Regions from separate parts of the Mus musculus genome. Here all the other regions are linked to region 2. A link is a contact called in public HiCAR-type, HiChIP or PLAC-seq, capture Hi-C and promoter capture Hi-C data. All regions are on one chromosome and are shown on one strand. Each heading gives the region's core, a stretch centred on a gene start, on an enhancer-like site or on the middle of the called end of the contact. The rest is flanking DNA. Distances are from core to core; before and after follow the strand shown. Region 1 holds the start of Plbd1 (phospholipase B domain containing 1). Region 2 holds the start of Fam234b (family with sequence similarity 234, member B). Region 3 overlaps Gm44140 (a long non-coding RNA gene). Region 4 holds the start of Smco3 (single-pass membrane protein with coiled-coil domains 3). Region 5 holds the start of H2aj (H2J.A histone). Region 6 holds the start of Pde6h (phosphodiesterase 6H, cGMP-specific, cone, gamma). Region 7 holds the start of Art4 (ADP-ribosyltransferase 4).

Region 1 (2,840 bases), core at 115-2,614, 1.5 Mb before region 2:
TCAAAATGTACCACAAATTACTGTAACAGTGCTCTGCTAGGTTAGTACTTTTTACCTTGGGGAATACTGGACGTGGTCTGGAGGCACTTTCAAGGATGTTAAAGGCCTCAGAGTGCACAGGACACACTCACACACACGGACGGACACACACATATGCTCACTCATAACTGGACAGAATTTCAACAGTACTGAGTTTAAGAAAGTCTAATCCAATTAAACTGCTCGTTCAAAACAAGCCAACCACTTCATCGACTAGTCTGGTGTTCTACAGACCCGGTGTCATACAGGGCTCTATCCTGGAACACTGAAGTCAATAAATACTCGGCAAGCAAACCATCAGGTGGGTGAGCCCAGCCCCCATCAGGCATCCTGAAAGAGTCACCTCCTCTGAACACTTGTCTCCTTGGATCAGAAGGGTCAGTGAGGTCACAGAGTGGGATATGGAGACACACCTGCACTTTTTGGGGTGACACTTCACTAGCCACGTGCCATAGGACCCAAAGGTACCGTTCACCTTCGTTTTTATTTTATGTACAGTCCCTACAATGCCTGCAGCTTCTTTCTCCACTAAATGAATATTACCAAACGAAATTGTGATTTGTATTTCATAATTCACAGGTGTCATTTCTAGCAATGACAAATTTATTTCTTCCTCTAACAAAGGCACTTCTTCATTACTTTTTAAAAAATATTTATTTGTTTATCTGGATTTTTTATATTTTGGTGTTTGGAAACAGTGTCTCATTCAGTAGCCCAAATTGTCCTCAGACTTTCATTAATCCTCCTGCCTCGACTTCTGGAACGCTTTACAAACCCAGCTACAGTGGTTTGCTTGCCTGGGTTCAGTAGCAAAAGATGAGCTCAGTCAGCTTGAAGTCTGTTGCCTACTTCACAATGTCACCTAGGGCACCCTTGGCCAACTTCACAATGTTGCCTTCAGCGAGTCCTGCCCAGACATGGGTCTCTATGGAAGCTCAGGGGTAGATCTGCTTCTAGCCCCGCGTGAATCAGCTCCGCCCAATGAAGACACAAAGCTAAGGTCTGGAGGTGTTGAGCTCCTGAGGTCAGACAGGCTGGCGCAAGAAGCCCTGATTCCTGACGGATGAGGGACCTGAGAAGACAGAAGGCCACAGAATCCGACCTACGGGGAGGCATGCGACCCACTGCTGCCTCGGTTTCCTTATCCTCTGCTACAGGGACCAAGGCCACCTTTAACTGATTCCTTAGCCCTGAGCCCCACCCTCCAGGAGGCGACCAGAGAAAGCAGCACAGCCCCGGCACTTCCCAAAAGCGCGACAGAGAACTTTCCCGGCCTGGCCCACAGGTGGCTGGAGGGTCAGACCAGACGGAAAGGATCCGCCTCTCCTAGCCTGGGGCTCAGCAGGGCGAAGGTTGGTTCCCAAGGCCACGTGAAGCGCCCAAGCAGGCAAGACTAATGTCAGAAGAAAGTTAAGATCGGCCCGGCCTCTGCAACGCAGCGCCCTGCTACCATCCTCAAGTGCGGCTCTTGCAACAGCTGCCACCGCCGGCGCCAGCGGGACCTAATCCAACCAGGCCGAGGTCACAGCGGAGGAGCGATGTGCCACCGCAGCCCTGGCAGGAGCCTCAGGCCGCCATCGCCGCTGCTGCTGCTGCTGCCATTGCTGCTGCAGCCTCCCTGGGCGGCTGGCGCTGCCAGCCAGAGCGACCCAACAGGTGAGCAGAACGGCCGCCCGCGGACTAGGGGCGTTGCCCTGTACCCCCACGCCGGCGGCTGGCCAGAGTCCCAACAGCTTTGCATCTAGGGGCGTCTTGGGTCGTACTTCTTGGTGGGGAGCCTGGCGGGTTACGTTCCAGCCCTGAGGTGGATCAGCGGTGGCATTGAAGGAGGGTACAAGGGCTCTCCAACGTAAAATGTTTTGGCCTTAATTCTGTCCCATATCTTGTCCCGGACAACCTCGACTGGTCCAAAAGGCTCCAGTCCAGAGATTTTTCCAAATCAGACTGAGGTGTGATTTCGAGCTGACCTTTGTTCTGCTTCTAGAAGTAGACAAGTGACTTGGACTTAAGAGAACTGATAGCAAACTGGTTATGCCATCTTGATATGGGACAGGGCCAGAGCTTAAGGCTGCTGAGCTCTTCTGAATGGCCTCAGAATCCTAAAGTGGATTAAAGTCTCCGTTCTACTGCACAGAGGCTGCGACTGGGGGGAAGTCAGGAATTTGCCTAAGCGATAAGGTAGCTGGGTTGCCAGAGGGCACTGGTGTAATCCTTCCCTTCAGAAAAAACAGGCCTCAACAGGTGTCCTTCCAGTCTCACCCTTCCATTTGTAACAAGACCAAAATGAATTGTGGGATGCGTAGACTTGGAAGATTCTAAAAGTCAAATTCAGAGAGGACGACTGATTTCGTAATCGTCTCCTTGTTTGACCCATTCAAGAATAGGAAGGGACGCGGGCAGTGTCCCCTTTCAAAAGTCGCTGATTTTTCTCGTTACCGTCTCTCAACGAGTACCCGCACCCTTGCCATTTGGAAGTGTTTGCTTTCAAAGCCTGCTCCACTCATGTCTGGAAACTTCCCAGTGGGCACAGGCTTGTGGGATGAGAAGGGTCCGGAAGTGCCTGATGTCTCCCCTGATTTAGCTGTATGTTCTTTGGTCATCCCTCCCTACCCCCGCCACATGAGCGCTCACGCTCACACACACACACACACACACACACACACACACACACACACACCCTTTAGTCCAGAAAAGCTGCTGGTTCCTTACCATGGCCAGCAATCCTGAAAGGCTCCTCCACATGACAGCTTTGAGGACAGCTAAGGATGCCTGCCTGCAGTGTCTATTTGAAACAGATGGGA
Region 2 (2,700 bases), core at 90-2,589:
TTCCACCTCCACTTGACTATAACTACCTCTTTTTTTCAGTGCTTTGGGGGGGGGGGGACTTGGCTCTGTGGGTGCTAAGTAAGCCTGTACCCCGAGGTACATTCCCTTTCTGTTTTATTCTCAGAGAGTAGCAATCATCTATGCTGAACTAAAACAAGAACTCTAAAAACAAACAAACAAACAAACAAAAAGGGCTGAAAATGCCTTTGACAAGATAGCATTCAAAACCCAGGGTACTTTCGTCAAAGTCAATGTATCCTGCAGAGAAAGCAAGCCTCTCTCTTAATTTCAGTATTGTGTACACTCCAAGACAGATCGTATCACTGTTCTTTCCAGAGTTCCAAGCAGCCAGCAAAGGGGAGAAAGATCTAAAGACATGGAGTCTCTTGTTATCTAAAATACAAGGCCGGTTTCAAGGTAGCAGACTAGAAACTCTTTGAGAACAAGGTCCCTGCAACCCTCCTAGGGCCTCAGGCTTACTATCAGAGCGACCCTTTCTAACGTGGCAGAGAAAATAACTGCTTCCTGTCTTATGTGATCAGCCAATAAATGCTTATAACTTAGTGTTTAATTTTTTTAAGTGGAGCCACAGATTTTTCGAAAGCCCTAAATGTTTAAATTTTGCCAACGACAGAATAAATACACTTTGGTTAAAACAGTGCAATTCAAACAGCACAGTGTCCTGCTGTGTGATCCCGTGTGATTCAATTAGCCATTTTCCTAATCTTTCTTCTTTCCTCCTGCACACAGGAGGAAGGAGAACACCTGTCTGGGCTAGCTCACAGCGGCAAAGCTGCTGTCAGTAAGTGGATGCTGTTCTGCCCAGGCCACTCACTTACAGTCCTGCAGCCCCCGGCTCCCCCTCTGGTCCAGCCCCAGATAGCAGCAGCTAGTCCCGGCGCTCAGGGAAGGATGCTCCAATGTCTGGCCTTCCCTTGGAGACTGCGACGACATGCGCTCTGACCTGACAGTAACCGTCTCGTCCCTCCACTTTCGACCCGGCCCCGCGCACCTCCAGCAATGTCTGCCCCGGGAGTCCCCGAGAGTCCCCAAGTGTCCCCGAGCGTCCCCGGTCCCCGACTCACACCCGGGAGCCCCCTTCCTCTACCCCGGACGCTGCAGCCCTCCCAGATAACAGCCAGGCCCCGCCGCGCCACGCCTCGCCTCGCTCATCTCCCCAGGCCAGGTCTCCACAGCGTGGTCGCGGGGCTGCAGACTCCTTACCCGGGAGCTTGAGAGCCCTGGACAGCACTGTCGCCATGGCGGAGGCCCCCGTGCGCGTGCGCGCGCCGCGTCCTGCCGGGAAGTGTAGTTCGCTGCGAACCGCGCGTGGGGCTGCGGGCGGGAAAGGTGTGACCTGCCGGGAGCCCAGCTAGGAGGAGGCGCCCACTGTCGCAGGTCACTGGTGCGGCGCGGAGCCAAGGTTGAGTCGCTTGCGCCTCAGCAGCCGGTAAGGAAAGTCATCTCTCCCCAACCTGTGTATGAAGAACCTAGAATGAGGTTGTAGATACTTAAGAAGGCGCGGGCTGTGAAGTTCGCGTGGGTTTGGAATTGACAAACTGAATTTGAAGCCTGCGTGCGCAATTTACTACCTGAGCCATCTTGGCAAGTCACTGAGACTCGGCTTTGTTTGTTTGTCTGTCCTGTCTGTCAGTCAGTCTGTCCATCTGTTTTGGAGCCAGGAGTCTCAATGGAAACTGGCTTTGTAGGTGAGGGTGACCTTGAACTCCTGATCCTTCTGCTTCCACTTCCAAGCACCAGATTTGTTTGTTTGCTTGTTTCACTTACTTATCTATGGCTCAGTGTGGTTGAGCTTGCCTCTCTGAGTTTGAGGCCAACCTGGTCTACATAGAGTTACAAGCCAGCCAGGACTACATAGTGAGACCCTGTTTACACACACACACACACACACACACACACACACACACACACACACAGAGAGAGAGAGAGAGAGAGAGAGAGAGAGAGAGAGAGAGAGATGTATTCATTAGTTTGTTTACTCATTTATTGGTTTATTTGTTTATTTATTTATATATTGAGATCATGTAGTATAGACTGGCATTGAATTGGCTATGTAGTTGAAACTGGCCTGGAGTTCCTAACCCCCCACCCCCACCCCGGCCTTCACTGTGTAAGTGCTGGAATTACAGACACACAACACCACACCTGGCTGGCTCTCTTGAAATGAAAATGATGCTATCGCCTTGTTGCTTAGAGAATTAAGCGACACCATCCTTTTAAAGCACACAGCTCCTGTGACTCTTTTCCCTGTCCTAAGTGCAGTCTGAGGTATGCTGTGGCACAGACCTGGGTTTCCTGATCTCAGCTCTTTCCAGGGAAGTATTTACACTCTACCTGCTGCTGCCCTGGCTTGCGAGGTCCAGCAAACAGGAGCTGACTGGTTTCTCACTCACAGGCACCAAGAGATGGAGCTAATACTGAGAGCATTAGCTTGACCCCGGAGTGTCTCAGTTATCTAGTCATGTCTCCCCACCGTCTGCTTAATGCTGATAAACCGTTTCTGTTCCACAAGAGTTGTTCTGAGAGTCGAATATAAACGTGCAAAACACTTAGCACCAACAACTAATGTTTCGTCAGTAACCTAGTGTCCTTCTGGTTGATGTCTTATTGCTGTTATTTGAGACAGAGTCACACTATGTAAACCAGGCTGTCCTGGAACTTCCAGAGGTCTATCTGCCT
Region 3 (2,700 bases), core at 23-2,522, 1.3 Mb before region 2:
GTTCCTTAGCTTATCAGAACTGAGGCAATTATGAGAACTTTGAATTCCTTCTCATGTTGGTCATGTTGCCCGTGGCAGAAGGGATGTGAGAAGCAAGACCCTCGAGAATACATATGAGAGACTAACTGGTGAGAGTAAAGCAGTTTCCTATTCACCATTCTGCAGAAAGGCACACCAACATAGAGAAAAGACAAAAATAGCTACCCTGTGGTTTTCAAGTCCCTGATCATAAGACATTCCTGCTTTCCCTATTGGCTGGAACTCTAGTGAGTTACAATCTTCATTTCTTCTCCCCAAGTTCCCACCCTACTGCTTCTATAAGCAAAGCCTTAACTAATTACTCTCCTAGAGCGGATTGTATAAGCCAGATTGGCCTTAAACCTGCCTCAGTTCCCTGGCCTGGCCTCCAGAGCACTGGGATTGCAGGCATGCACTATGTATGGACAGGGGTTTTGTTCATGCGTGGTGTTGTCTTTGAGACAAGGTATCATGCAGCCTCAAGCTTACTAACAGAGGCTACCTTTGAGCCCCTGCCATTCTTGCTTCTACTGTCTCAAGCTGACGTTGTAAGTATAGACGACCACAGGAAGAACTGAACCTCTCCTAAAGCGCGGTGCTTCGCCTGTATTTACCAGTCAGTTCTCAAGCACTGTAAAGAAAACACCTGGATATGTCAGCTATAAAGAAAATTTCTAAAGCCAGACATGGAGGCCCATGCCTGTAGTCCCAGCACTCAGCAGACCAGCATGGGCTAGTGAGTTCCAGGCTGGACTGGACGACTGAGATAGCTCAGGAGACAAACAAGAGTAGGAGTTTGTGCAAAATGCTAGGGAGGAAAACAATGGGTCAGCCTCAGAAAGCGAGTGCTCACCGGAGAGAATAAAGGAGAGCTGTTGGCATTGGGGACAATGGGGACAAAGGCCCAGTAGGCAGAGAGCTTCCTATTATTTGATCCCCAGCACCCCCATAAACTGGGTGTGGTGGTGCATCCCTGTGATCCGGCGAGTGGGAGGCAGCCTCTGGAGGGTCAGAAGTGTAAGGTCACCCTCAGGAGCAGAACAGTCGAATGCCTTCTCTCAAAACAAACAAACCCGCAGTGTCCAAGGCTGTCGACATTAAATGCTAGATTAAGCAGCTAATCTCGAGGCCTTGAAGAATGAGAGTGGAATTTTCCTGAAAGCTGGCTGTGGGAGGCAGGAAGGCATGTCCTGTCCTGCCCAGAGATCAGATGAGCTACTTTGAGTGGGAAGGCAGGCCAATGCGGTCCTTGGTTCCCACACCCTCAGCTGAGTGAATGTTGACTCATGCTTGAGAACATGAACATGAGTCACAAGCTACACACCATCAATTAAGAGGGTTACAGCAAACTGTGTGGTAATTCACACTTGTAAGACTGGCCTCTGGAAGGCTGAGGCAGGAGAAAGACTGTGAGTTTTGTGAGTCCATTCTGAGCTACAACATGAGACAAGAACTCGAGCTAACTGAGGACCGTGTTTGGGCTCTCACTTCTACACACCTCCTTGTGGTTTTTCACTTCGGGGCTGAAAACCATCTCTGAAGAAAACCAGGAACACATTGCTTCCAAATTTGCTTCTCTTGAGCCAAGTGTGGTGTCGTGCCCCTTAAATCCCAGCACTTGGGAGGCAGATGCCGGAAGAAGATCTATGAGTTTCAGGTGAGACTGGTCTACACAGCTATTCCAGGACTACAGAGAATAGCTGTTCTCAACCTGCAGGTCAAGACTCCTTTTGGGATCAAACAACCTTTTCACAGAGGTCAAATATTGGATATCCTGCATATGCAATGCCTAAATTATATTTCATACCAGTAGCAAAATTACATTTATGAAGTAGCAACAAAAATAATTTTATGTTTGAGGGTCACCACTGTTAACTTTCAAACCCAGAATAAACAACTGAGGTCCTCATTTAATATATCAAAGAGGTCCTGGCAATCAGGTTCTTCCAGCATCCCCTAGTCTGGCATACTCCACCCCCATCCTGAACTCTCCAGCCTAGGGCATGGGCTTCCTTTTCCACACAGGCTATTCTGCATATAATCCAGACATTTTGGCTACCTGCCCTCTTTTGTGTAACTTTGGCCTCCTGGCTCCCCTCTCTGCTCCCCCTCCCACTCCCCATCTCCCACATGCCTTTGCCTCTGCTCTCCCACACACCTGTAATAAATGTTGTTCTCCACCATACCTAGGATGACGCATGTCCTTTCCTTTCATTTTTATTTCTTCTTTTCATTCAACCAGAACATGAGAAACTGTATTGTAGGGTCACAGCATTAGGAAGGTTAAGAACTAGTGACATAAAGAAATCTAGTCTCAAGGGCTGGAGAGATGGCTCAGCAGTTAAAAGCACTGACTGCTCCTCCAGAGGTCCTGAGTTCAATTCCCAGCAACCACATGGTGGTTCACAACCATCTGTAATGGGGTCTGATACCCTCTTGTGTCGTGTCTGAGGATGATTAACTGTTACATTGTGATTGAAATGCCTACTGGGCTTTGCTGATACAGCGTTGCCCTGGGTTCTCAAGCCAGAGAAGGAGTGGTCAAGTGTTGCCCATGCCCTGGACATCTCTCAGAGAGCCCTGCAGGACGGGGGCCTGCTCCCTACCCAAATCAGGCTTGGGCCTTCTCATCTCCATAAAGACAAAGGCCTTGTCACCTTAAGGCCAGTTAAACTTCGGTTC
Region 4 (3,067 bases), core at 37-2,536, 1.6 Mb before region 2:
GGAACAAGGACAACCTGCCTCTGTGGGGGTGGGATGTCACTCCCTCTCAGACCTTCTGCACAAACCGGTTCCATACATTCTTATCTCTGCAGTGATTTCTTCTGCTTTGTCACACCCTAGTGTCCTCAAAGCATCCCAGAGATGGGCAATACTTTCTACTACAGTAGTCCCTTGGGTACTAAGACTTTTCCTTGAGCCTGAGATCTAAAGGAGTATAAGGATAAATACCCATCTTCAGTTGTAACTTACAAATACAGCATCAATAGACATGCCGGGCTGGAGAGATTGCTCAGGGGTTCAGATCCCTGAATGCTCTTCTGGATGGCCTTGTTTCAGTTACAAGCACCCACACAGCAGTTCACAATTGTCTGTACCCCCATTAGCAGGGGATCCAGTGCCCTGTTCTGACCTCTGCAGGCTTCCGTACATGTGGTATTCACCTACACTTAGGCTCACACATAAATAAATACACATATAATTGCACAAATATATTTTTAGACATGCATCATTTACATAGAAGAGGGAAGTCTCAGAGGCTTTAGGAATAGCCAGACAACAAAGGAATGCTGAGAGCTGAGATGGGGAGAGAGACTTCCCAGGGAGGCGAGGCTGATGAACAGCCTATGGGATATCCAATCCCCACTATGGCTCAGAAACCATATCTATACAAGCAAAACTATGAAATGAACAGGCTATATTTATATATGTAGGAGTGTGTGTGTGTAAAACAATTACAGCTAAAGAGAAAGAAGCATGATTTCCAGAAAGAACAAGGAGAAGTGCATGGGGTGGGGAGGGAGAGGAGGGAGGGAACGGACATCAGGCACAGCGTCCTCCGGACTGGTTCCCCTGTTAAGATGATGCAGTGATAAGGAGCAGCACACCTAGCCTGGGAGGGGAGCTGCTGCTTACATTTTGGCCATATGGGTTTTGTATTTCCTGAGAACTGAACAAAACCAGCAGCAGATAGAGGCCACAATGCAGAAGGAGCAGAAGGAACTGTCCCCAGCTGAAGTCATCACTGACACTGAGCCAGAAGGAACTGTCCCCAACTGAAGAGTCATCAATGATACTGAGCCGGATTTGTTCAGCTAAAGAAAAGAAAATACAAAACCATTTTGGAGAGTTTTATAATGACTAAGTTAATATTGCTTATGATTATAGCAACAGAAACATATGATTATAGGAAACAGAAGTATTGTGAAAACTGAGCCAGGCAGAAATGGCTGTGAACCAGATGGGCAGTGGGACCCAGCAGAGAGCAGAAAATCTCCTGGCTCATCACATTCCACCAGAAGCTTCCAGATGAGCCCACGGGATAACCCTTCGACAACACTGCTGAGACACGGAGAGCACACACACTTGGGAAACCCAGAAAGGTAAGTGATGTGGAGACTCAGTGAGCACTAGAATACTCTGAAGAACAAGCCTTAATTACAGGCTTTGGGATAATGCCAGTTGTGAGTGGCCATAGACCGTGTCAGCTTTGTCCGAGGGGCTCTCAGGGCATGCTTTGGAGATTCCCTCCTTGAAGGCAGCAGGGAAGGAAGAACTCTATTGAGAGCTGTAAAACTAAGTCACTGAGGGAGAGAGGCAATGAACACATGAATGTTAGGAAGGCTGGAGATGGAGCCATGCTACATGTGGGAAAGTGCAATGCGTGTCTGGAAGATGCTCTGTATCTTCAGTGTCATGAGGGACACACATAAATTGTCATGAATGAATAAAGATGGCTCTTACTTGAGCCAATGAACAGCACTTGCCTGTACACGATGAAGTTACTCATACTTTGACACAGTCTGTGCCTCTAAGCAGCCTTTGTGGGGGGAAACACAATGTTTTTCTGAGAAATGTCTCAAGTGCACAACAGAATCCTGTGATAAATGCTGATGGGTAACTGTGACAGGCTTCATTCTGCTCAGAATTATGAAGTCATTCTGCTCAAAATATTAGAGGAAATTTAGAGGAATTTGTATCAGAAAAAGGACCATTGCATCAGGATTCACTAAACACTGAGCAGCATGTCTTTGATTGAACTAAGTGAAGCTCGGGCTAGAGAGCAGCTGCTCTTTCCTCTGCAAAGTGTCTGGCCTTGCCTGTATTCTGTGTTCACTCACAAGTGCACACCGAGGAGGGAGACAGCAGTGCATGAGCTGAGAGAACACCTCAGCTCACTGTCCTGTGTGTGTGTGTGTGTGTGTGTGTGTGTGTGTGTGTGTGTGTGTGTGTGTGTGTGTGTGTGTGCATGTACGTAAGGTAACACCTACTTACTATGTGAAAGCCTCAGTCGATACTTCCACGGAAGCCCTGGCATACTGGGCTTACATGGACCGTGCTTCAGCCCAGCTTTAGAAATGATCAGAACAAGGCTCATCCTATCATTCTGTCACTCAGATCTACTATGTCTTCCACTTTACTGAGATACAAATAGCAACAGCCTAATCAATTCATCTTAAATGTCTTCAGTTGTATTCTTAGAAAAACAACTCTTTTTGAAATGCATCCTATGTTCCCCAAGTTCAGCAAGACCATAGCAGACAGACACCAGCAGCATGGCATAAAAATTTACTGTGGGTGTCAGCAGAAAAGCTTTTTGAAATGCAATTTGAATATTTGTCAAGACGATAAAATATGTAGTCAACAAGATGGCTCAGGGGGTAAACGTGTGGGCCAAGCCTGACAACCTGAGTTTGCTTCCAGAAGTCACAGGGTGGACTGAGAGACCTGACCCCCACAGCTGGGCTTTACGTCCATGTCACACAGCTCCTATTCTATTGCCTTTCGACCTATTTCTTCCCAGGAAAGAATGAAGATGATGGAAAGGAAAACAAGCTATGCATATAAACATTACAAATACAACACAATTTGAGGTATATTGAATTATGATATTTAGACTGGTTTGTGTACCTAATATACTGCTTATAAAATTAGAAGTATAGGAAAGTCAATGACTTAATATAAGAAGAATCTCATTATTGCTACAATTTTATTGTTATTACAACGTTGTAAAGATTTTCTTGCACATAGATAAATTTTAGATATAAAAACACTCAAGACAGTGGGACTA
Region 5 (2,857 bases), core at 334-2,833, 1.6 Mb before region 2:
AGTGAAACCTCCGTAGCATGGGATGTTTTGTGGCTCCTGCTAACAGAATGATGGTTACTGAGTGAGCAGGAAACGGAATGACCAAGGCAAGAATCGCATTTCCAGGGCCCTGGGGTTTGGCTCTCCGCGTTACGTTAACTCACACGACCCTTTCCTTCCTTGAGGCGCCATCACCCAACTCAACAGTTACGGAAAAGAAGAAACCTGATCCCAGGAAAGCTAACAGTCACCCCTAAAAAAAAAAAAAAAAAATCGGTTTTGCTTTTAAGTAAAATCAGGCTGATTCTCAGAATCAGTGCTGGATAAGAGGCTGCCATGCAGCTAAAACTCGAGGGGAGACAGAAACATATTTTGAGACACGGTCTAATGTAGTTCAGAAACGGCCACAAACTCGCTATCTAGCCACGAAAGGCGTTCTACTTCCCAAATGCAGGGATGAGGGGTAACACCACCGCAAGCACCAAGAGAAGATCATTTTAGGAGCTGCTAAACATACACTACTTAAGACCGAGGGCCCCGCTGTTACGCAACACCATCCAGAGCGCAAACTTCGTGACTCACTTCCGTATTGCACAAGTTACTTCATTATAAAGAATATTGAACACAAGTGTGCAATGTGAAGATGGCTGGCATTCAGATCACGAATACGTAACATCTATTAGCTTAAATACTACCATAAATAACTAGCACCCACCAAGGATCCCAAGTTCCTGTCTTTTCCAAATGGCTAGGGTACATATAGCTCAACCTTCCTATGTATGACAAGCGAGGCAACTTCTTGTTCACAGCTCGCAACACCTTCCCTACCACTTTTCCCTAAGACTGGGGAGTTAGGCAAAGCCAATTCCAGAGTAGCCTCTGGGCACTAGGTCCGCTTCTCCTGCCCACGGTGATGCGACGGGGCTCTCCCAATCCACCCGCTGGGTTCCTCCGGCTCGCACATGGCCACACAGGTGGCCTGCGTCACGCTCAAAGTTGGAACTCGTCCCCACCCAACACCCCCTCGGTCCCGCGACTACACAGCTCTCTAGATTACTCGCTTTTCACCGACTTTATTGGCTGCGGACTGTGGCGGGCGGGCTCTGCACCCGTCTGTCGGGTTCACTTGCTCTTCACCTTCTGGCTCTCCGTCTTCTTGGGCAGCAGCACGGCCTGGATATTGGGCAGGACGCCGCCCTGCGCGATGGTCACACGGCCCAGCAGCTTGTTGAGCTCCTCGTCGTTGCGGATGGCCAGCTGCAGGTGACGAGGGATGATGCGCGTCTTCTTGTTGTCCCTCGCCGCGTTGCCCGCCAGCTCCAGGATCTCGGCCGTCAGGTACTCCAGCACCGCCGCCAGGTACACGGGCGCTCCCGCGCCCACGCGCTCCGCGTAGTTGCCCTTCCGCAGCAGCCGGTGAACGCGGCCCACGGGGAACTGCAGGCCCGCGCGCGACGAGCGCGACTTGGCCTTGGCGCGCACCTTACCGCCCTGCTTGCCTCGCCCGGACATGCTCGACCCCGCGCCTGGAACTCCAACACCGGCTCGCTCAGTTCCGGGACGACGCGCGCCACCCCGGAACTGCCTCGCCAAACTGCAGCCGCTGCCGCCCGTGACAGGCAGGTACCGTACCCAATCAGCTCGCGGAAGCAGAGCCCCCGCCCATCCAGATGTCTCCCAATCAAAAGCTCAAATTTCTAGTCCTAATTTACATAGTTCACAGGCATCCTCAAACTTGTTGGGATTGGCTGCCAGGATGTAGTTAACTGGGTGGTTCGAGTCTGCAATCCCAGCACTAGGGTAGCCGATACAAGATTGCCCGGAGCCTAAGGTCAGCTGTAGATATTCCAAGATCCATACCAGCCTAATAAGGAAGGAACGGAGGGAGGGCAGCGAAAACGGGGAGTTAAGCAAAGCCATACTTGGTTCAAATCAGTAATCCTAGCTTTTGGAGGGAGAAAGAGCTGAAGTAGGAGGATTACCAATACAAAGACAGCCTGGGCTACTTTGTGCGTTATAGACCAAGCTAGGAAGTGAGACCTTATCTCAAAAAATAAAAATGATGGTGTTGGCATTTCTTCTAGGCTCCGCCCCACAGTTACCTGGCAGCAGCCAGGTGTGCCTGACCCACTGTAAAAGAAGCTGCTTGCCCCCCCCCACACACACACCCACACTTTTCTCTTGCTTTCTTACTCTCTTAGCCCTCTGTCCCTTCTCTCCCATTCCCCTACCCCTCTCTCCACGTGTTCATGGCCGGCCTCCACCCGCACACCCCCTCGGCCTTTTCTCTCTCTCTCTCTCTCTCTCGCTCTCGCTCTCGCTCTCGCTCTCTCTCTCTCTCTCGCTCTCGCTACTACCCCCTCAACTCACCTCATGCCCTAAATAAACTACTATACCGTCCTGTGGCTGGTACCTCAGCATGGGCCGCACCCCCTCTACCCCCTACGTGCACAATAACGCTCCTCCACCAAACGTCCCCGGCTTTTTTTTTTTTTTTTTAAATAAAATACAACAGTAAGCAGACTATGGTGTTCAGTGCCTATAAACCCAGCTGATGCAGGAGTATGGAGAACTTGAATTGAGCCTGGCCTAAGAGAGAAACTACCTGGAAACAATCAAAAACCGGAAGCCCAGAGAAGAGCACCTCTGTTCCCTCATACCATACTCATGGAAATTAGTCTCCAGTATAGCCAGGGGCGACTTTCAAATCTGACTATCTGACTCCAGGGTCTGTGCTTGTGAGTGCCACAGCAATTCCGGCTCAGCCATAGCTCCTTGGCTGAATTCTGCCCTCCTAGAACGAGCTTTCGTCATCTGCTCCTTGACACACCCACCTGGAGAGCTAGCTGCAAAAGAAGCTTTGTAGGTTTTCTATTTG
Region 6 (2,765 bases), core at 11-2,510, 1.8 Mb before region 2:
TGAGAAACCCAATTGATCCTTACGGAGTTTCTGGAACAGATTTACCCTCTGGGTCTCTGCAAAGCCTTGGGGAAATCAGGACAAATATGAATCTTTCTTTCCTTGGAAGAGAGTCCTATTGGTTATAGACATCACCAAAGGTTGTGACTTCTGGAATATGTGTGTGTCATTTCAGTCCTGGTGTCTAATGTGCCCACACTAAATATCAGACTTGACTTTAGTTCACACTTAGGTCCTTCTGAGTGTCAAGGAATCCATCCCTGTATGAGAACCTATTTTTCTTTTTTTTTTTTAATGCATCCTTCCTGCTTCAGAGATTACGAAATGCTCTTCTGCAGAAAGAAGGGCTGTGTCAAGGCACGATGTGTTGGGTATCCAATGCAACGATGCTCAGCTATGTGGAATTACACAGCTCAACCTTTCATGAGAAATGCACCAAAAAACAAAGCCACTGGGGAGGGATTGCCACAGGCTCTCTGATGCTCCTTCATCACCCCAAAACTCCAGATCACCTCCTCCTCAGCAAAGATAAATAGAAAGATAAACAGACGCATGGTTAATGAAGTGAAAAAGGGAACCAGACAGGGCACTACCATTTCTTCCCCTGATAGGTAAGGCCCATAGATGTTACCCATGGTTTCTCTGAGACAGAGAGATTCAAGTTAAAGATCCAAACAAGAGCCAAAATGAAGCCACTAAAAGACAATCCAGCATGTACCTTGTTTCAGAATAGAGCAAACAAACATTTTGACCTCAGAGGGAGAAGGCAACGTCACCCACGCTGCCCTGCGGTCACCCCAATGCTTGCTTTCTTCCCCACGCTCACACTGTCCCATCAGCCTCAAGGCCATCCCGGGAGTAAAGAACTATTTGTGCTGTGGTTGCCTAATGCCTCAGATCCATCCTTTTCCAGAAAACTGTTTGCCAGGAAGCCACAAACAGGGAGGGTCCTTCTCGGTACCTTGTGAACAACTTCAGCAATCAAGGTTTGCAGTGAACTGGTAATAACCGCATTCCACGCACCAGTTTGTCACATGACATTATGAAAAGGTTTGAGTGTGTTCTGTCCTGAGTTCAACCCCTAAACTCAGGTCAGACCCACAAGATCAGAGTGTTCTCTTCTTGTATGTTCTGTTGTTGTTGTTTTTACAGCCAATCAACCCTCCAACTCATTTAGTTAGTTATTATTGTGTTCATACTTACCACGAGTTAAAATCCCCCAGAGCCGAATGTGTTCCCGTAAGTTGTCTAGTCGCTGACACAAAGATCTTTGCATCCTGATATATATCCCTCCTGCCACTTAAGCCCAGCGTCATAGGCTTAGGGCACCAAACCAGATGCAAGGAAGGTGGGGGGAGGTGGGGGTGTGACTGAGACAGACTTAGGAGTTGTCTGATAAGGATGCTTTTACCAAATGACAGGGGCATCTTCTCGCAGTGAAGGCACATTGAATTCACAGATGCATGAAATGTTGATAGCCCAGGGCAGATGTTCAGGTTTTGATTCAATATTCTTTTTGTTTCTCTCTCTCTCTCTCTCTCTCTCTCTCTCTCTCTCTCTCTCTCTCTCTCTCTCTCTCTCTCTCTCTCTCTCACACACACACACACACACACACACACACACATACACACACGAGGCATAATTCTTATAAGACTGTACATATCTAGAGAAAGCCAACTCTCATGTCCTCTACCACTATAAAGAGTCTGATCACAGAAATGATAAAATGTAAGAGTACAGAATATCTCTGGTTAAATGGCATTGTGTGTACTTCCTCATAGACATGAGACATAAAGGTTATTCATTGAAGCTCGGTGACATTTGATAGGGAATGAGGCCAAGAGATTTCCAGAACCTTAGAACAGGTGATTGAAAACCAATCACTAGATCATACATTTTTATGATCTGTAGGCTGTCATCTAATTACTACAGCTCTTGGCTCAGTCCTCACATGGCATTCAGCTACTAGTATCAATTTGTGTGCTGCCTTACATAAATCTTATGTAGACCTTAGCTCACAGGACACTCAACCATTTTGACAATTTTATCATACAGAAAGTCAGGAACACATTCAAAATTGCTTATAAGGTTGGTATTGGAATCTGGAGCAAGTTGGATACTTGTAAACCCTGGATATTCAATGGTCTCTTGACTATCTCCTAGCCATGCAGATAAGGAAGGAAATGCAGATTCTCTGTCCATTTCTACACTTTGCCTTAGAACTAAAGTGCGCCTTCCTCAGATTTCTACTTGCTAGAGAACTGCACTCCTCATGGTGACAAAGATAGAAAGCCATTTGTCCTCCCAAGGCAAGGAAAGATTCTTAACCCACAGCCCCAAGCAGATTACAAGAGGAGCTTAGCAGCTTAAGAGTTGTTTGTATGCTCTCCCGTGCTCTTTGCCAACATTAGAGCCATCCTGAACGCTACAATTTTTATGTAGAACAAGTAGAGGGTTCAATCCTGGGCTGGGTTCCTCCTCAGAGGCTGCAGGTCCATTCGCATCTCCAGGAACATGATGCTTAGATGATTACTTGATTTTTTTTTTCACTTCCTGAAATGAATTCACAAAGGCGGCGTGGAAAGCTGTAAGGTGAGTAGGTAGGTGTTCCAGAATGCTGTTGCTCAAAGAGCAGCAACCCTGGAGAGTTGAGCAAGCGATAAAAGTACTCGCTGTACGTGCATGAGGGCTTGAGTGCAAATATCCAAAGCCAGGAAAAACTGGGCGTGGTCGAGTGTGTGTCTGTATCCACAGTACTGCTGGGG
Region 7 (2,788 bases), core at 34-2,533, 1.7 Mb before region 2:
TCTGACCCCCCAGTACCATAGAAACAGGTTATGATGGCTTACCCCTGCTATTCCAGTACCCAGGAGATAGAGACAGAGGATCAAAGATTGAGTGTCAGCCTCAGTTCCATATTGAGTTCAAAACCAGCCTCGGATATATGAGACACTATCTTGAAAAAAACCCTTGAAAAATTAATCATTAGGGCTGGAAAGACGGCTCTGCTGGGAAGGCACTGGCCATGCAGCTCACAGGAACTCATCAGGCAGAGCAACAACAGAACAAACGCAGCACGCGCCTGCAGTCCTAGTATGGGGACGCAGACACGGGGCTTCTCAATCCACTACCAAATCTGTGAGCTCCAGGTTCACTGAAAGCCCGGATCAAAAACTAAGGTGGAGAGTGAGGGGTAGGAAGACACTCAAGTTGAACACACACACAAGCACACACACACACACACACACTTGTGAGAAACAAACAAATAAATAAATAAAACATTAATGGGAAACAAACAGTATACAAAGTCTTGTGATTTCACTTCTGCTCTGTGTGTGTGTGTGTGTGTGTGTGTGTGTGTGTGTGTGTGTGTTGTGGGTATAAAGCCAAAATGTAAATCAAAATAGTGGCTTTCTCCAAGCAATCATTTTGAATAATTAGCGTTCCTTCTTTTATGCTTCTATGACTTGGGAAACTTCAGACAGACCAATATTTAACGTGGTAAAAAGAAAGCAGGACCACAATTCCCAAGAACGGAATTTGGTTCTTGTCACAGTTAGATAAGAGGCAGGGAACATAAACAACGTCTGCGAGCCAGCAGACTCTGAAAGGTCGGGAGTAGTGGAAGGACAGCCAGACTTGAGCAGGAAATGTGGTTAACAGTGGAAAGTCGGACTTAACTCCTGCCTGCGGGCCTCATTGCAGATTACAATAGATAGAAAACCTGAAGCTCTCAAAAGAAATAAACATTCAAAGCTGTGACTCCAACAGCCCCCGTCTCTGAACGGGGATGTTTCAAACACACCGTGGAGAGGCAGCAAAGAACACACAACATTAAAAGCCTGTGCTGCTGGAGGGCAATCATTCCAGGGCAGGGCTATCAGCACTGCCAGATGAGCCTGACACAGGTCCACCTTAAGATCGCATCTCCCCAGCTGCGCTTCATGTGCCACTGCAGTGGCTCACAGGGAAAGCCTGGGGCTGCAGATAATGGGACTTGGCCCGAGTACTCCTGGAGCATGCCTTTTCTTGTCGATCTGGGAAAGGCAAGGCTGAACTGCACAGCCTGACCCTGAACAGACCCTTGGCATTCCCCTGCATGCCGACTAGACAGAGAGACGGTTTTTGCCTTCTTTACACTGAAAACCATTCTGTGCCGCGCACATCTGGCCCTTTCGCGGAGACTTCAACACTGCAAAGGCGCTAGACTTCTACCTTGGAGGAAACTGTCGGTTGTTGAGGTTGTTGATATTCAACAGAAGTCACAGTTGCGGCAGGAGCAGAACCTCAGACACAGCCGGAAAAGAAAATGCCAAAGGAGGACTCTAGAGCGTATTCTGGGACGAGGCTTTCAGAATAAAGAAGTGTTGCTGACACAAACCACCAAGCTGCCCACTGACCAGTAGATCTAAGAGAACGTGTCTACCAAGTGCTACAGACAGGAGGATGGCGCTGTGGCTTCCAGGAGGGCAGCTCACCCTGCTGCTACTGCTCTGGGTCCAGCAGACACCCGCGGGGAGCACTGAGGTAGGGGCTATCGAAAAGTTGGTCTCTCATGATCAACGATGCACCAACAGGCTATTCACCTGGGGGCCACCTAATTGCTAAGAACTTAGCCACTGGCAATCTAAGAATAAACAATGTTAGTAAAGAGTGACAGGGAAAATTGCTATAAAAATTAAAAATTTTTAAGTCATAAATCTGGCATAATTGATGTGAGTGCCATTGAGTTATTTTCCCGATTCTTTTAAGTATTAAAGCAATGATTCCACCGGGGCAATAATGTAGACTAACCTGTTTAACTCAAAACCGCTTTATACAGATAGCACACATTTGGAGTATCCTAATTTTAAATATCTATAAACTAAAAATAAGCTAATGATAATGGGTGACACAGGAAACATTTGAGATCTGGAGACATGTTAAAAATGTGTCAGAGTTCATTTTGATATTTGACAGAATGTGATTCTTGGCTTGGATTAATGGAAGCTTGTTTTAAAATCTGGTGCACTGGTTCACATCATCCAATCAGTCTGTAAAATTGACTCTAGATTGTATGTAACTAGACAGCATGACATCATAAATCACACGGTTAAAATACCAAACCGTGTGTTCTCTAGCTCCGCCCCCAACAACGCTGGCCTTGGGCAGAATCTTGCCTTTTGGTGAGTGCTGCTCATGAGAAAAGCATCGTTGTTTTGCCCAGAAATGGTTGAGTGTAGGTGATGCTGATACAGTTCTCACTAACGAGCTGACCGAAGCCAGGGAGCCTCCTTTCGGCACCCTCTAGACAACATTCAACTGTTTCCCCACCTCCAAGAGGGGTGTACTTTCCAGCCCCTCGCTCACCAAGAGGAGGTGCTCCCAGGCACGGCCCCACTGCTCCCCTGAAACGCTGTTTCTCGAGCTTTGGAAGCGCAGCTGCATGCACGGGTTCTGCCCTGCTCTCCACCCTGGAGCCTGGCTAGTCTTATGTCTGTGGCATAAGTGCTTCTCCCCCAAGACAAGCTGTTACCTGAGAGGTCTCAGTCCTGCACTGCCAGTAGCTGGAGAGACAAGTCTGACAGGCTCTGGAATTTACTCTTAGTCCAACTT

What was found. Promoter capture Hi-C pulls out the DNA fragments that hold promoters and counts their contacts. HiCAR-type assays count read pairs that join an accessible place to other places. HiChIP or PLAC-seq counts read pairs in DNA pulled down with a chosen protein or histone mark. Capture Hi-C pulls out chosen DNA fragments and counts their contacts.
Region 1: a promoter capture Hi-C map of liver shows a contact between it and region 2, with 2.8 times the contacts expected there. The contact joins the promoter of Plbd1 here to the promoter of Fam234b in region 2. A contact is called at or near these places in 6 of 39 promoter capture datasets (the 3T3-L1 cell line, hippocampal neurons, liver and 2 more) and 1 of 115 datasets of contacts at active chromatin or transcription factors (astrocytes).
Region 3: a contact with region 2 is called in a FOXA1 HiChIP or PLAC-seq map of pancreatic cancer cells. The contact joins the enhancer-like site here to the promoter of Fam234b in region 2. A contact is called at or near these places in 5 of 39 promoter capture datasets (cranial neural crest, embryonic stem cells, frontonasal cranial neural crest and 2 more) and 3 of 115 datasets of contacts at active chromatin or transcription factors (astrocytes, embryonic stem cells and pancreatic cancer cells).
Region 4: a contact with region 2 is called in a promoter capture Hi-C map of adipose tissue, with 3 times the contacts expected there. The contact joins the promoter of Smco3 here to the promoter of Fam234b in region 2. A contact is called at or near these places in 2 of 39 promoter capture datasets (cranial neural crest and hippocampal neurons), 1 of 115 datasets of contacts at active chromatin or transcription factors (astrocytes) and 2 of 9 other capture datasets (adipose tissue and liver).
Region 5: a contact with region 2 is called in a HiCAR-type map of astrocytes, with 3 times the contacts expected there. The contact joins the promoter of H2aj here to the promoter of Fam234b in region 2. A contact is called at or near these places in 5 of 39 promoter capture datasets (the 3T3-L1 cell line, erythroid cells, hippocampal neurons and 2 more) and 3 of 115 datasets of contacts at active chromatin or transcription factors (the NIH/3T3 cell line, astrocytes and large pre-B cells).
Region 6: a capture Hi-C map of embryonic stem cells shows a contact between it and region 2, with 4 times the contacts expected there. The contact joins the promoter of Pde6h here to the promoter of Fam234b in region 2. A contact is called at or near these places in 1 of 39 promoter capture datasets (embryonic stem cells) and 1 of 9 other capture datasets (embryonic stem cells).
Region 7: an H3K27ac HiChIP or PLAC-seq map of large pre-B cells shows a contact between it and region 2, with 5 times the contacts expected there. The contact joins the promoter of Art4 here to the promoter of Fam234b in region 2. A contact is called at or near these places in 1 of 39 promoter capture datasets (pre-B cells) and 1 of 115 datasets of contacts at active chromatin or transcription factors (large pre-B cells).

Annotation. Positions count from the first base shown.
Region 1 is chr6:136,660,417-136,663,256 of GRCm38.p6, reverse strand. It overlaps Plbd1 (phospholipase B domain containing 1), which reads left to right and starts at 1,364. Exons shown (of 11, transcript NM_025806.2): 1 at 1,364-1,695. The coding sequence starts at 1,578.
Region 2 is chr6:135,196,626-135,199,325 of GRCm38.p6, reverse strand. It overlaps Fam234b (family with sequence similarity 234, member B), which reads right to left and starts at 1,339. Exons shown (of 13, transcript NM_028982.4): 1 at 1,225-1,339. The coding sequence starts at 1,261. Gm36533 (a long non-coding RNA gene) reads left to right here and starts at 1,302. Exons shown (of 2, transcript XR_869506.2): 1 at 1,302-1,450.
Region 3 is chr6:136,498,048-136,500,747 of GRCm38.p6, reverse strand. All of the region lies in intron 3 of Gm44140 (a long non-coding RNA gene), which reads left to right. Among named protein-coding and RNA genes, the nearest start is that of Gm44140, 19 kb to the left of the region's middle. Within about 2 kb of position 1,272, at least 126 of the 459 cell types and tissues checked have an H3K27ac peak or open chromatin away from gene starts, as enhancers often do. A contact at or near this core is called in embryonic stem cells and pancreatic cancer cells, where this site is marked.
Region 4 is chr6:136,833,669-136,836,735 of GRCm38.p6, reverse strand. It overlaps Smco3 (single-pass membrane protein with coiled-coil domains 3), which reads left to right and starts at 1,286. Exons shown (of 2, transcript NM_001039558.2): 1 at 1,286-1,379. All of the region lies in intron 2 of BC049715 (cDNA sequence BC049715), which reads right to left.
Region 5 is chr6:136,806,974-136,809,830 of GRCm38.p6, reverse strand. H2aj (H2J.A histone) reads right to left here and starts at 1,583. Exons shown (of 1, transcript NM_177688.4): 1 at 1-1,583. The coding sequence starts at 1,491. The coding sequence ends at 1,102.
Region 6 is chr6:136,953,018-136,955,782 of GRCm38.p6, reverse strand. It overlaps Pde6h (phosphodiesterase 6H, cGMP-specific, cone, gamma), which reads right to left and starts at 1,260. Exons shown (of 4, transcript NM_023898.4): 1 at 1,204-1,260.
Region 7 is chr6:136,856,095-136,858,882 of GRCm38.p6, reverse strand. Art4 (ADP-ribosyltransferase 4) reads left to right here and starts at 1,283. Exons shown (of 3, transcript NM_026639.2): 1 at 1,283-1,720. The coding sequence starts at 1,640.